Linked DNA regions of Mus musculus: region 1 is linked to region 2. A link is a contact called in public Hi-C data. All regions are on one chromosome and are shown on one strand. Each heading gives the region's core, a stretch centred on a gene start, on an enhancer-like site or on the middle of the called end of the contact. The rest is flanking DNA. Distances are from core to core; before and after follow the strand shown. Region 1 has its middle 23 kb from the start of Lmo1. Region 2 overlaps Gm32309 (a long non-coding RNA gene).

Region 1 (6,368 bases), core at 3,867-6,366, 230 kb before region 2:
TGCATAATCACCATGTAATTCTAACACCGACCACAACTGAGTGTCCTCTCTTGCAACTAAGCAGTATACAGTCTCCACAACTGAAGGTGGTGAGCCCAGATCTAAAGAGATCAAGCTAGTGAGGGGAGCGGAACCATTTGAAGATGGGGACTTGAAGAGCTAAAGGTCCCAGAAGTGGAGGTTAGAAACCAAAGGAACCAGGGCCCCTGCAAAGGTGTGTGTGAGTCCTCTCCCTGTGGGCCTCTCTGCTGTAAGAGGTCTGTCTCTTATGTCTGTGACCTATGAAGAACAAATACACATTCATTCATTCATTCATTCATTCAATGTAGAAAGTACTGACTGGGACAACTGTGCACCAGGCAATGCAATCACTTTAGAAAACAGAGCAGACAGATACCATGGCCTTCCTGAAATTTCCATCTCACCAGGAAGGGGAAAGTACTCCAAATAAATTGTGTGAGAAAAAAAACAAATTGTGTATCTACAATTAAACAAGCCAACTAAACAATAAGTCAGAAGGTGTGAGTATAGCAAAGCAGAGATCTCAATTTTAAACAGAGTAGTCAGGGTGATGGCTAGTCTTGGTCACCTGGCACATCCAGAAGATGAAACCTGAATTGAAGAACTTCTTCAATATACTGTCCCTTGGGTGTATCTGTGGAACATGTTCTTGGTTGCTACTTGATGTGTGAGAGTCCAGCCCACTGTGGGTGGTGCACTCCCTAGGCAGACAGCCCTAGGCTGTAAAAGAAAGAGAGCTGAGCAAGCCAGTAAGCAGCTCCACAGTTCTGCTTTAGTTCCTGCCTTCAAATTCCTGCCTTAAACCTGGCCTGACTTCCCTCCATAGTGGACTGTAACTCAGAAATAAACTCCTTCCTCCTCACGTTGCTTTTGGCCATGGTGTTTATCAAAGCAACAGGATCTGAACAGCAACAGACCTGGAGAAACACAATATTTGCGACAAGACATAGAAGGCTAGACAAGTACAACAAGCAGATTTTCTGAAGAACATTCTAGGCAGAAGGAAGAGGGTGTACAAAGACCTCGAGGTCAGCCACAATCAGGGAACAGCCATGAAGCCACTGTACAGTGAGGCCAGGGAGGCAGCAGGGAGCAGACAGAGCAATAATGGAGATAAGCTTGGGTAGGCCTAGGTTGTAAAGGCTCGAATACAGTCTGGATCTTTCTGACTACATGGCTGAGGAAAAACTGAATGGGACCAAAAATAGAACCACAGTGAGCTGGTTCAAATCCTTGATCAGCCACCTAGTAGCTTCAGAGACTACCTTATCTACTCTGGGCCTCAGAGAAGGGATACAACCAGGAGGCTGATAAAGCTCTGTAACAAGGGTTAAAACAGTGAACACAACCCCAGGTGGCAGGTGGTGTGTAAGCATTTGCTACTGCTATTCTAGATGAGAGGGAAACAGGTCATTGACTGGTCTCATGTTTTTCAGGGTTGGCTTTGGGGGAGGGGAGAGAACCAAGAGAGAGGCCCATGCAGTGTCCACGCAGAGATGGCCTGGACTGAGGGTTAGAAAAATAGATGAAATAAAGAGCTGGGAGGGTGTGAGCAGAATGGGTGTGGTGGGGAGTCAAGGGACAGGTGGAGAAGTTAGTTTGGGCAGCTCCCCATCATCTGCACAATTCTGAATTGTCTTACTTAGTTTTATTGTACCTACCAAGGTCTCAGCACATCATTCTGCGCACGTGTGTGTGTGTGTGTGTGTGTGTGTGTGTGTGTGTGTTTCAGGCATGTGTGTTTTGCTGAGCTCAGAGCACTGTCTGATAGGATGCCAGAAAGCTCTGGTTCCCAGTTCTCATCTAGAAGCTGAGCCCCTTCGTACTCAGTCACTAGGGAGCTATCTCTCACTACCTCACTCCATCTCTTGATCCATCCCTAATGTTCTGTTTCTGTTTGCTGGCTTTTCCTCGAGTATCCTGCAGTCCTCCCCAGTACACCTCCAGGTTGGTACCCTAGAGCTTCCATTTGCCAGTGACTCAAGGACTGCCCCCTGGGCAGCTCAAGCCCCATATCAGGGCCTGATTTGTCAGCAGTCACAGACTCAGAGCAATGCCCTCTGGCTGACCAATACCTCTCTCTATGTGTAAGTGGCTCTACTGACCATGAAGGATTCCCACCCCCAACATCTCTACCCATGACCAAAGAATCCCTTTGTGAAGGTGGCTGGTGAACTCTGGACTTTAACTTCCTGGCCCATATTTTGCCACCCTTTGGACAGGACACCTCTGAGACAGAGCTGCAGGAGAAGATCTCCAGGCAGCTAGACACCATGACATTTTAAGGGGGTTACTCAAGTCCTTGGGGGAGGCAGTCAATCCTACTCAGGACACAAGTCACCCTTCTTTCCTGATGATGGAAGGTCTTCCAGGTGCTGTCTTGGTCTCTTTTTCCAACAGGTTAGAGACCATAGCTACAGGTATTCATTACTTTCTCATTGCAGCAACAAAACGCCTGAAAATAGAAATTAACCTGGAGAAGGAAGTTTATTTCGGTTCACAGGTTCGAGAACATGGTTCTTCCTGGTGGGGAAGGCAAGATATCAGGAACAGGAGAAAGAGAGAGAGAGAGACAGAGACAGACAGACAGAGACAGACAGACAGAGACAGAGAGACACAGAGAGAAAACTGGTCAGAAGCCATTCACAGCCAAGAAGCAAAGAAGTGAATGTTGGTGCCAGCTTCTGCCCTCATTTTACTCAGCCTGGGACCCTGCCTGGGGAATGATGGTGCCTACATTCTTCCCATGCCAGTTAATCTAATCTAGAAACTCTCATGGGCAAACTTGTCTCCAGGATGATTCTAGATTGGTCAAGTTAACAGTCAATATGAGCTTCACTTCAGCTTTCCCATTTTGGCCATCAAGCTCTCTGTCACCCTCTTCTGCAAGGAGACTGTAGTGTAGCCAAGCCAACTCTCCCTCCGTCCTGGTCTCAGAGGGCTAGCTTCCCACCCCTCTCACTCCTGTATTTGCTAGCCAGTTTCTGGACCACCCGTTCTAGGAGACAGCCTCCCTAACCTACCCCCATATCTCCTTCTTTTCTCTGTGTTCCTGCACACACACACATGTACATGCACACAAACACGCACACACAGCCATCCACGGGTAAGTTGAACACCTCAGGCTGAGGCCCTAGGCCTTTCTTCTGCATGGCTCCTCCAGCGTCTACACTCCTGCCTTCCCTTCTCTGTGCCCTGTGGTAGGATATTAATCCATGAGAGTGCGAACTGAGTGCCTGGACTACGAACACTTCAAAGAGGAAGACAGAAACTAAGGCCTCGAGCCCAGACCCATGCCTGCGTGGGATGCTTCAACCCTGCAAGGGCCTTGGTGGCAGCAGCCCTGAGTTGGACTTAGAGGGTCCTGGGGGGGCCTTTTTGGTAGACAAACCTGGCCTTGAGCAAGAAGGCTCAGCTGCATCTAAAAGAAAGGCACTACCCATTAAAGTCCATTAACTTTAACACTGAAATCAATGTTGCAGCCACCAGAAGTAATTAGCTTAATTCACATTTCAGATCAGATTTTTTTTTGAAAAACCAAGTTTAATTACATTGAAAAATGACAACTTCATTTCCCTCTCTGTATAGGTCCCCCCGATGTTCCCTGTACTTTCATTAAAAAGAGGACTGGTATAAGGTTGGCTTTTTGTTTTTTCCAATGCCATTAAGCAAAAGAATAGCTTTGGCTATCCAGAGCTAATAAATCCAAAAGTTCAAGGGGCTTGGAGCATTTCCCTTCTGCATTTCAGGGTAAAGCCTGTGGTTTTAGGGCTGAGAGGATCCTGTGGGGAATCTGAGGTGGACAGAGTGACTCTTAAAGATCATTGACCCATTTTAAAAATGGGCAAACTGAGGACTGGCTGAGGCAGAAGAGCCACTCAGAAGCCTCTTGTCCTGTGGATGCTAGGTACAAGGGATAACAAGAGATGTTCCTACCATCCAGGAGGGGCTGTGATGAGTTATGCATAAATAACTGGAGGGATCCAAAAAGGCTAGGCAGAGGGGATGGCAGCAGAAATATCCAGGACCATCTAGAAGGATCTAAGACTTAGCAGGTGAAAGAGGAGAAGGCTGTATTCAAGGGACAGGGAAAGGTGGCAGCAAAGTCCAGAAACTTAACTTTAGGAGACTCTGGGGTGTCATCTTGGATCAGTGATGCCCACACAAGGCTCTCGTGTGTCATGAAATCCAGGGTGCCACAAGACACCTCACTGCAACTTTTCAGGAGCCCTCCATAAGAAGGAATTGGGGTTCACAGCAAATGAAAGATGGCAGCCAAGAAGCTACACCATATCATCCCATCCTGCCAACATCCCTCCAGCAGCACTCCAGTCCCTACACAAGCGCCGTAGCACCCTCATTCCCAGCCTCCCTGGAATCAGCCTGCCCTGTGGCCTCACCCCTAACACATGCAGGAGCCTCCCCAGCCACAACTTGGTCCCATGTGTTTGTTTAAGAGGCTGCCATGGTGCTAATTGCTCTGTTTATTCCTGTTCTCCAAATGCACACCGTCCTGTAGGCATTTGCTCCAATGGCTCTGGGTGCCTGGTCTTGCTTGATTTTCTTCTGTGGGGGATGGGAGTTGGGAGTTGGGGACCATATCCCTTTGACCTATATTTCATAGCACTGCCCTTCTGGGGCCACAGAACCAGGCTCAGAGGTTGTTCCCATCTCTTTTCTGGGCTCTGGTGTGGGTCTGGGGAGCACAAGCTTACAGCTGGGGGGCTAGGCTGCAGCCTTTCTCTCCATGGATTCATGCTTCTGTTTTCCCAGCAGCCCCCGTGGCCAGCAAAGCAAGCATGAGCTCATTGGTTGTGCAGTCTGGCCTGCCCTGTTCTCTAAGTAAAGGAACAACCTAGATGAGAATGCTGTGCTTCGCTGGATCTCAGAAGATGAGGCAATAAACGGGAGCCATCCCAGCCTTCAGGGATCCCCAAGAGGGCCGCTCAGCCAGGCGGGGGCTCCCACCTCAAGCTGCTCCATTGTGTGGGCTTGCAGAGCGGGTGTGGGGAGGGTGACCGGTCCAGCTTGCTGGGGTCTTCTCATCATAGCCCCTTGCTGAAAGGCCCCACCCCCCTCCCCTGGGCCCCAGCAGCCAGGCCAGGGTCAATGGGATTAAAGGCTCAATTCAGGCCAGTCAGTTCTCTGGTAACACGATTTCATTAGAGGCAGGCAGGGAGGAGAATGGACGGAAACAGCTGGTGTATAAATTATAAAGTCTACTTTGTACTGACTGAGCACACCTTTCCCCAGCCACATGACTAATTAATGTGGCGGGGAGTGGACTTGAAGTCAAATTGCCTTTCCCCTACTCTCCTGGGGCTTGGTTAACAACAGGTCCCTGCAAAGCTGGGAGAAGGGAAGATTATGCAAAGCTATCATCATATGAAAATAGCGTATTAACATACTGCCTGTGAGCTGTGTCCAATCAGTTCCCTCCCAGTGGCCTGTGTAGGAAACAATTAGAATAGCATTTCTACCACGCTTCTTTAATACATTTTGGCATTAATATAATCAAGGAGTGGGGGCCCAGACATCTTGCAAGCGAGGTTTTCTGTAGCACCCTGGGGTGCTGGAGGGGCTGGGAGAGAGCTTGGCTGGGCTCCTCTGGACCAGAACCTTGGGCCCAGGGCCCTGGAAAGACGAACTCTGGCAGCTGCCCATAGCCTTGGTTCTCAGGCTGTAGAGTTTCCTTCCCTTTGAACAAGGGCCACAGATCCCCTGGGCTCCTCCGCCAGTCCCAGCAACAACTCCAGGGTCAAGGTGATCCTTCAAGACGCCAATCATATCTTTTAATTCCTGCTTAGATCCTTCTCATTGACTTCCTATCTCCCTGCTCGTAAAATTCACATTCCTCACTGAGGCCATGGTCCAGCCCCTGTCTGCTTCTCCAGTTTCCAAGCCTGGTTCTCCTCACTGTGACTCCATGGACCTTCAGCTACCTGGCCTGCTATTGGTTCTTCAGAACCACTTAAGATCCAGGCGGCCCTAGACCCTTTGCACACACTCTTCTCCTATCTGCTCTGATGTGATGATTTTCCCTGTTTTGTTCTACAGGTCTTGGCTCCTGATCTGCAGGGGCCACCCCAGTCTCCACCTCTGCTTTTCCTCACCTCAGGTATTTTGTGCATGGATTGACCCTGTTCCCCATTGCTTGCTTGCTGCTTCTCTCTCTAGAATGTAAGCTCCCAGAGAGGACAGGGACTTGTTTGCTTGGTCATTACTCTGGTTCAAGTACTACAGTAGCTACTGGCACGTAGTAGGTGCTTAGCTTTATTAATAGATGATAAAATGAATTGGTGGGTTCTGTCCTAGATTCCAGGATTGGAGGATCAAGGAGTCCTGGT
Region 2 (6,126 bases), core at 1,369-3,868:
GGTTAGCGGGCATCCATGTGTGTTCCAGTGGTCCATCTCTCTGTCAAAATGAGATCCTCATTGTCCTCTGTCAGCCACATGCTGTCCTCTCCCTGGGAGGAATTCAGGCAAGTGTAATTTTCTCTACTTCTGCACACACACAGGACACTTTTGTTGCTCTTTAGATCCCCGTGCCAGGGATGCTGTGTGCTTGCCTCCACTGCCCTGTCTGGACATGCTTACAGGAAGGGCAAAAGACCAGCATGGTCTGTCTTCTAGTTACCAGGGTAACCTACAGACCTTCTTTGAGGTGTCTTCTTCTCGGGGATGATGCAGGGTCCAGATGGACCGATGGAGGAAGGGCACATTAGGACAGTTATAGGGGTGGGGCAGGAGGGTTTCCCTACGTCCTTGCTACTCAGGGCCCCCACTCAGAAGAGCAGTTGAGCCACTCTACTCAGGGCAGTAGACGTGAGCACTGAAGGAAGCAGGGGTGAGTTCCCAGAGGGGAGTGAGGGTGGCAAGGCTGGGGCCATGCAGAGTTTAAGGATGTACTAAAAAACTCGCTCTACAATGAAATGTACCACTTTAATAGAAAAAACTACAAATGTGTCCACGACTAACCGATGTCTGAAAATAGTGGAGTTAGATAAGCAAGGCCAAATCCTGGGATTTTCTTGCTTGGAGATGTTTGTGCATTTGTTTTGTTTTGATATTTAAGACAATTAGTTAGTACGTGGGCTGCAGCAAGCACGTGGAAACCAGAAGAGCACGGGGGCAGGTGTGGGGGGAGAGTCACGTCTCTTTTCTCACAACAAAGATCCTGGACATTCAACTCAGGTTACGGGAATTCACAGAAACTTGACCAGCTGAGCCACCTCACTGGGTCCTGATTATTTTTCAGAGATGGTATGAAAATATTATTTTGATGTATGAGGTTTTTTTGAGTCAGTGTCTCACTATCTAGCATGGCCTAACTTGGAACTCACTGTATGTACCAGGTTGGCCTTGAACTTGTGGCAATCCTCTTGCATCAGCCCTTGGGTGCCGTGATGACAGATATTTGAGTTACCACACCTGGTTTAATTAATGGGCTTTCTAGAGACTCCTTTAATTATGCATGAGAGACAAATGCCTCTCTTACTTCATCTTTCTGGGGCCTGAAGGAGTGGGACAGTTTTGAAAATATATCAGGTGACAAAGTACCACCAGTCCATGAGCTACCTATCATCTGCCAAGTGCACAGATTCATCTCAGTTCTGAGTGTATGGCATGTAGATTCACATGTCTCTGTGATATAAAGAGAGGTTCTGGGACAAACAGGTGCCTGGCACGCACATGGCCCCTTACTCGCAGAGCAGCAGTGACTCATAAGGCAGCTTCCACTTCCTGCCCTCCCTCGGGTTGGCTGCTAAGAGGAGGGGAGGGGAAACAGGGAGGGAGTAACGGGGTGGGCAGGGAAGAGGCTGCAGTCTTTCATGACTTCCTGGGAATAGCAGGTTAGCTGTAATTGCTCGGAGCTGAGAGGCTGTTGATGAATGTTCGTAATAATCAGCCTTCAGATCTGACACAGCTCAGGCTGGGATGACTGTTTTGAATGGAAATTGAACCCAAACTAGTAATTACCCAGGTGAGCGATGCCAGTCTTCTCCTGGAGCCCTGTTCTAGACAGGGAAATGACACCTGCATGTCAACTAAGGGCTCTTTCCCAGGGCCACTCTCAAGAGAACAAGCTGGCCCAAACTCTGCCAACATGATGGGAAACAGTAGACAGGATTACCCACCCTTCTTCCTAGGAACTACTGCTCGCAAAGGATCCACCATTGCCCCTAGTCTCTAAGCAGAGTCCTATGTCCAGCCTTTCCCCTACTGCTTGGTCTAGCATCTCTGCTGACATTATCTCTCCATGTCCAAAGCAAGTGCTTCCCCCACCCACACCCCACACAAGTGCCATCTTCAAAGGTGATGCCTAGGACCCCTGGACACTGATAGATGGGAGCCTTTTGTATTGAGCTGTGGCCAGCTGTGAGGAGTGGAACACAACAGGCCCTAGTATCCATCCTGGCTTAGGCCTCTGGTCTCTATTTGCTCCTTGCTCCAGACAGAGGCCAGAAATCTGTACCTGGAAAGAGACAGCCTTCTCTGGCCCACAATGTGGTGCCTCTGAGCGTCTCATTTCATATCTGGACCTCTAGGGTGTTGGCACTACCCAGAGCCAAGCCAGAGGGGGAAGCACTACTCCCGTGTCTTATGATTTTTTGTCCTGATTCTCCCAGGGCTGCTGGATACTAAGAAAGCAAATGCTAGACAGCTAAGATGAAGTTCATACATTGGACACACCAATCTTCCACTCTCTACACTGTGCTTGGCCTAGGCCAGTTGAGAGGCCCAGAGGAGGCCTAAGCCTTTGACAATTCCTAAGGGAAGACAGATAAGTGGGCAGCAAATTACAACTAGAGGTGGGCCCTAATGGTCTCTGCCCAAGGAAACACTCCGAGCCTCAAGTCTACAGGTGTTTTTGAGAAGCCTAGGAGAGACAGGTCAGGCCAGTGGGGTTCAGTGAGTGTGAGCATAGCCTTTCAGGCTGCAGAAACACAGTAAGGAGCTGGCACCTTGAGTGCCACCTAGTGGTGTCAGAGAAGGAAGGCAGCTTCAGGTCGAGTGATGTTTCCGTCCCTATCTGTCCCCACCCCTGAACTCAAATGTGAACAGAAAGCCGAGGAAATGGATTTAGTTTTGCTCCCAAAGGCTTGGGGCTTTGAAGATAGGATATAGCATGGGGCCCAGGGTATGGAAACAGCAGAGCAGCAGGGAGGGAGGGGCTGGATCACAGGTTCCCTTTCAGGACACACTGTAGCCTTCTGAATACGTCTCTACTCTGCAGTGAATCCTACTCCTTCAGCAAGACTTCAGCTGCCACCAGCGCCTGGTTTGTCCCATGGGAAGTGGCCAGAGCCCATCTCAGCCTGTCTGAACCCTGCTGGGTTCCAGAAGGCTCAGTTTCTAGACACTCTCACTTCTTCCCAGGGAAAAGTCATCACCAGAGCCGACTGGTCCCTGAGGTAACGTTCCGAGGAGTGGTGAACACTCAGCACAGGGTATATGGGCTGTGTGGGTGGGGTGGGGATTGCACAGGGCGGAGAGAGGCAGCTGTGGGAAGACACGAGAGAATGGCCACCATGGGGTAAAAGCAGGGCAGCCTTAGGGAATAACTCACAGGGTTGCAAGGTTTTTCTTAAAGGGCCAAGGAATAAATATTTTAGATGTGTGAGCCAGATTAGCCCCACGATTGCAGGGTGAAGGAGCCTTGACAGTATCTAAAAACATAGGTTTAGCAGTGCACCAATAAACTGTTTACAAAAGTAGGCACTTGTACACTGGCTATAATGCCCTGAATCAGTACATCTGGAGAACATAGGCTCTTGCTACACACTGTTAACAAATATAGGGTGTCTATGGACGATCAGCACACTTACTGAGATCTCCAGACATGGCATAAGGTCAGGGTCAGAGCAGGACAGTCCAGGTGGGTGGTCCTAATCCTTGCCCTCAGCACTGGGGGGTCGGGGAGGGGGGAGGCACTCACCTGCTGTGAAGGTTTTGTTGCTGTTGTTATTCCACTGTCTTCCTCTAGGGGGGTCTCTCTTGGTCTAGCTGCTGCCCCTTCAACCCCTTCTCCAGCAGGAAGCCCCCAGAGCAAGGGGTGGGGATAGGGGTGAATGGGGCTGAACTGCCCCAGGGACAAACCAACAGACAGATGACACCAGGGGAAGGTGAGGTGGCCAGAGGCAGGAGGAGGAGGTGTAACCCAGCACCAAGAGCCAGAGGCCAAGAAGAGGCCAGGCTGGCCCTATTAGTCCTGTGAGCCTGGGCCCCACTGGACCCCAACTCCTACCAGAGACACATACAGCTAGCTAGCAGGGGACCTGTCCAGCTTCTCCACCCCAGCCCCTGTCTCTTTGTAGGTGACACTGGGCAATAAGATCACAAGTCCTGGATGGGGTTGGTATGCTTGTTCTCATGTTACACTAAAAGTGAGACTGAGGGAGATGCTATCGAGGCAATGCAGACACAGCACGGGCTCATCCAACATTGATACGGGCCCTGGATTGCCCCCAGAGCCCCTCTGAGCAGATGTGGGATCCCAGGTCTCAGCTTCTGGTGATGGACTGCCAAGCAGAGAAGGGTCCTCTGCCCCATAGATCACATGGGGACTTGTTCCAGGCTTTCTGGCTTTTTAAAAAATCAGACCCCTCTGGTGGATCCCCTGGGAGTACAGGACCTTGCTTACTGGACCGTATCAGTAGGCAGAGACTCCCATGAAAAGCCAGCTGTTCAGGAGGCCGTCATCACACCCAGTCGTTGATGGGTTGGGGAAAGGGAACTGTATCTATACTGTCCCACTCCCCAGTCCTATGCCTTACTCCCTCTCCTTCTATTTTCCTATGCATGTATTTCCACTCAGACACATAACACTTGCACATGTGGCCACCCTGGTGGCACGTGCACACACCTCTGTCTCCAAGGATGCACAGACCTACCTGTCTGCATGGTGTGCACATACCTCAGACATGCTCACTGGTGTCTACTCAGTGCACGTACAGATGTGCACACACACAAACCCTTTTTCCCAGGGGAGCCCAACCCTCACAGCTCTGTTCTGTGACTACTGGTGATGGATCAGAAGCTATCATGCAGGATGTCAGCCTGTGGAGAAAGGGATGTTAGCCCACTGGCAGGCCCTGGCCATCCTGGCATGGTGTGGCACTGATCTGCAGTGTCAGAGGAGTATGGAAGCAGGGCCAGGTTGGAATCCAGTCTTTACTACAGAATGGAAACTTGTAAAGAGTTAATCCTGGGCAGCCATCACTCTGATTTCCCTGACTACAAAGATGACCCTAGGCGCTGACTTCATCACCTGACCTGAACTCTGTGCCTATCATCTTATACTGGTTCTGATCTGCTGGTGTAATTCTCCAGCAGGATCCACATCTGACATCTGCTGTGGCAACAGCCCTGACAGATTGGTTACCAAAGCCTGCTGACTACCACCCCAAAACAAACACACGTATGTGCACATGCATAAATGCATGCATGCACACACCTAGAATTTTCTTTGTTCACCATTTAAGACACCAGAATACCTACCTGACACTGCAGAGGGAGGCTGATTGGGAACATGTCCCTGAACCCCCATGTGGGTGCTGTAGCTTCAAGAGAAAGAGCCCTTACCACTCAGGGTAGAGAGAAAAGAGATCTCTCTTGACTCACTGCCTTTTCAGCCAGATCCATACTGGCTGGCTGGGCTGCCTTGTCTGATCTCTGTGGAAGAGGATGTGTCTAGCCTCACAGAGACTTGATGTGCCAGGGTGGGGGGGACACACAAGGGGGTCCTCACTTGCTCAGAGGGGAAGGGGATGGGGGGATTGTATGTGGGGGGAGGGGCTGGTGACCAGGAGGTGGGCAGTGAGCAGGGTGTAAAGTGAATACATTTTTAAAAATTAAAGAAAAAAAAAAGATAGATCCCCACTGATTCCCTGTGCAATGAATCCCATTTGCCCTAACCGATCCAGAGGACTGGGTCTTGTCCTGTTAAATATCCATTAGAAGAGAAGCCTCTGGAACACAGCAGTCTCAGACCACCTGCCTCTGGAGGCCTGCCTCGCCCAGTAACTCCTGAGTTAGCACTGTCACAGGCATGGTCTCAATCCTGCCTTCCCAGGCTTCATCCCACCACCCAGCAATCACAGGACACACTGAGACAGAGAGAGGAGGATGGAGGGGGATGACCAGGAAGGAGCATCTGAGTATACTGTGTGCTGAACTGTTCTTTAATGAGGCAGCTGGACTCGGTCCCAACAATAAATAGTGCAGGAGGGTTCTACTGTCCCCACACTGTCACCCTGTCAACACCATCCCAGCACCCTGATGTCAGCGGTCATGTGTAGAAAGCACATCTGACTGCTGTTGTCCCATGTTAGCATGCTGTTACAGCCATTCAACTCCATGTTCCCTCCTCTGGGCCTCCCATGTAAGACCCATGTCCCTTCCGTAACTCCAGAGAAAATCAAAATCACTCACTCAACCTGGACTTTAGGAAAAATAATAAACCATGAAAATTACAAAAAGAGAAAAAATAGACTAGGA

What was found. Hi-C and Micro-C count contacts between places; a contact is called where the count stands out from the background.
Region 1: a contact with region 2 is called in a Hi-C map of rod photoreceptor, with 2.6 times the contacts expected there. The contact joins two enhancer-like sites. A contact is called at or near these places in 1 of 484 Hi-C or Micro-C datasets (rod photoreceptor) and 2 of 9 other capture datasets (liver and pancreatic islet).

Annotation. Positions count from the first base shown.
Region 1 is chr7:109,195,504-109,201,871 of GRCm38.p6, reverse strand. No RefSeq gene overlaps it. Among named protein-coding and RNA genes, the nearest start is that of Lmo1, 23 kb to the right of the region's middle. Within about 2 kb of position 5,116, at least 41 of the 459 cell types and tissues checked have an H3K27ac peak or open chromatin away from gene starts, as enhancers often do. A contact at or near this core is called in rod photoreceptor, where this site is marked.
Region 2 is chr7:108,963,648-108,969,773 of GRCm38.p6, reverse strand. Gm32309 (a long non-coding RNA gene) reads left to right here. Exons shown (of 3, transcript XR_003946849.1): 3 at 1-6,126. Among named protein-coding and RNA genes, the nearest start is that of Gm39067, 12 kb to the right of the region's middle. Within about 2 kb of position 2,618, at least 38 of the 459 cell types and tissues checked have an H3K27ac peak or open chromatin away from gene starts, as enhancers often do. A contact at or near this core is called in rod photoreceptor, where this site is marked.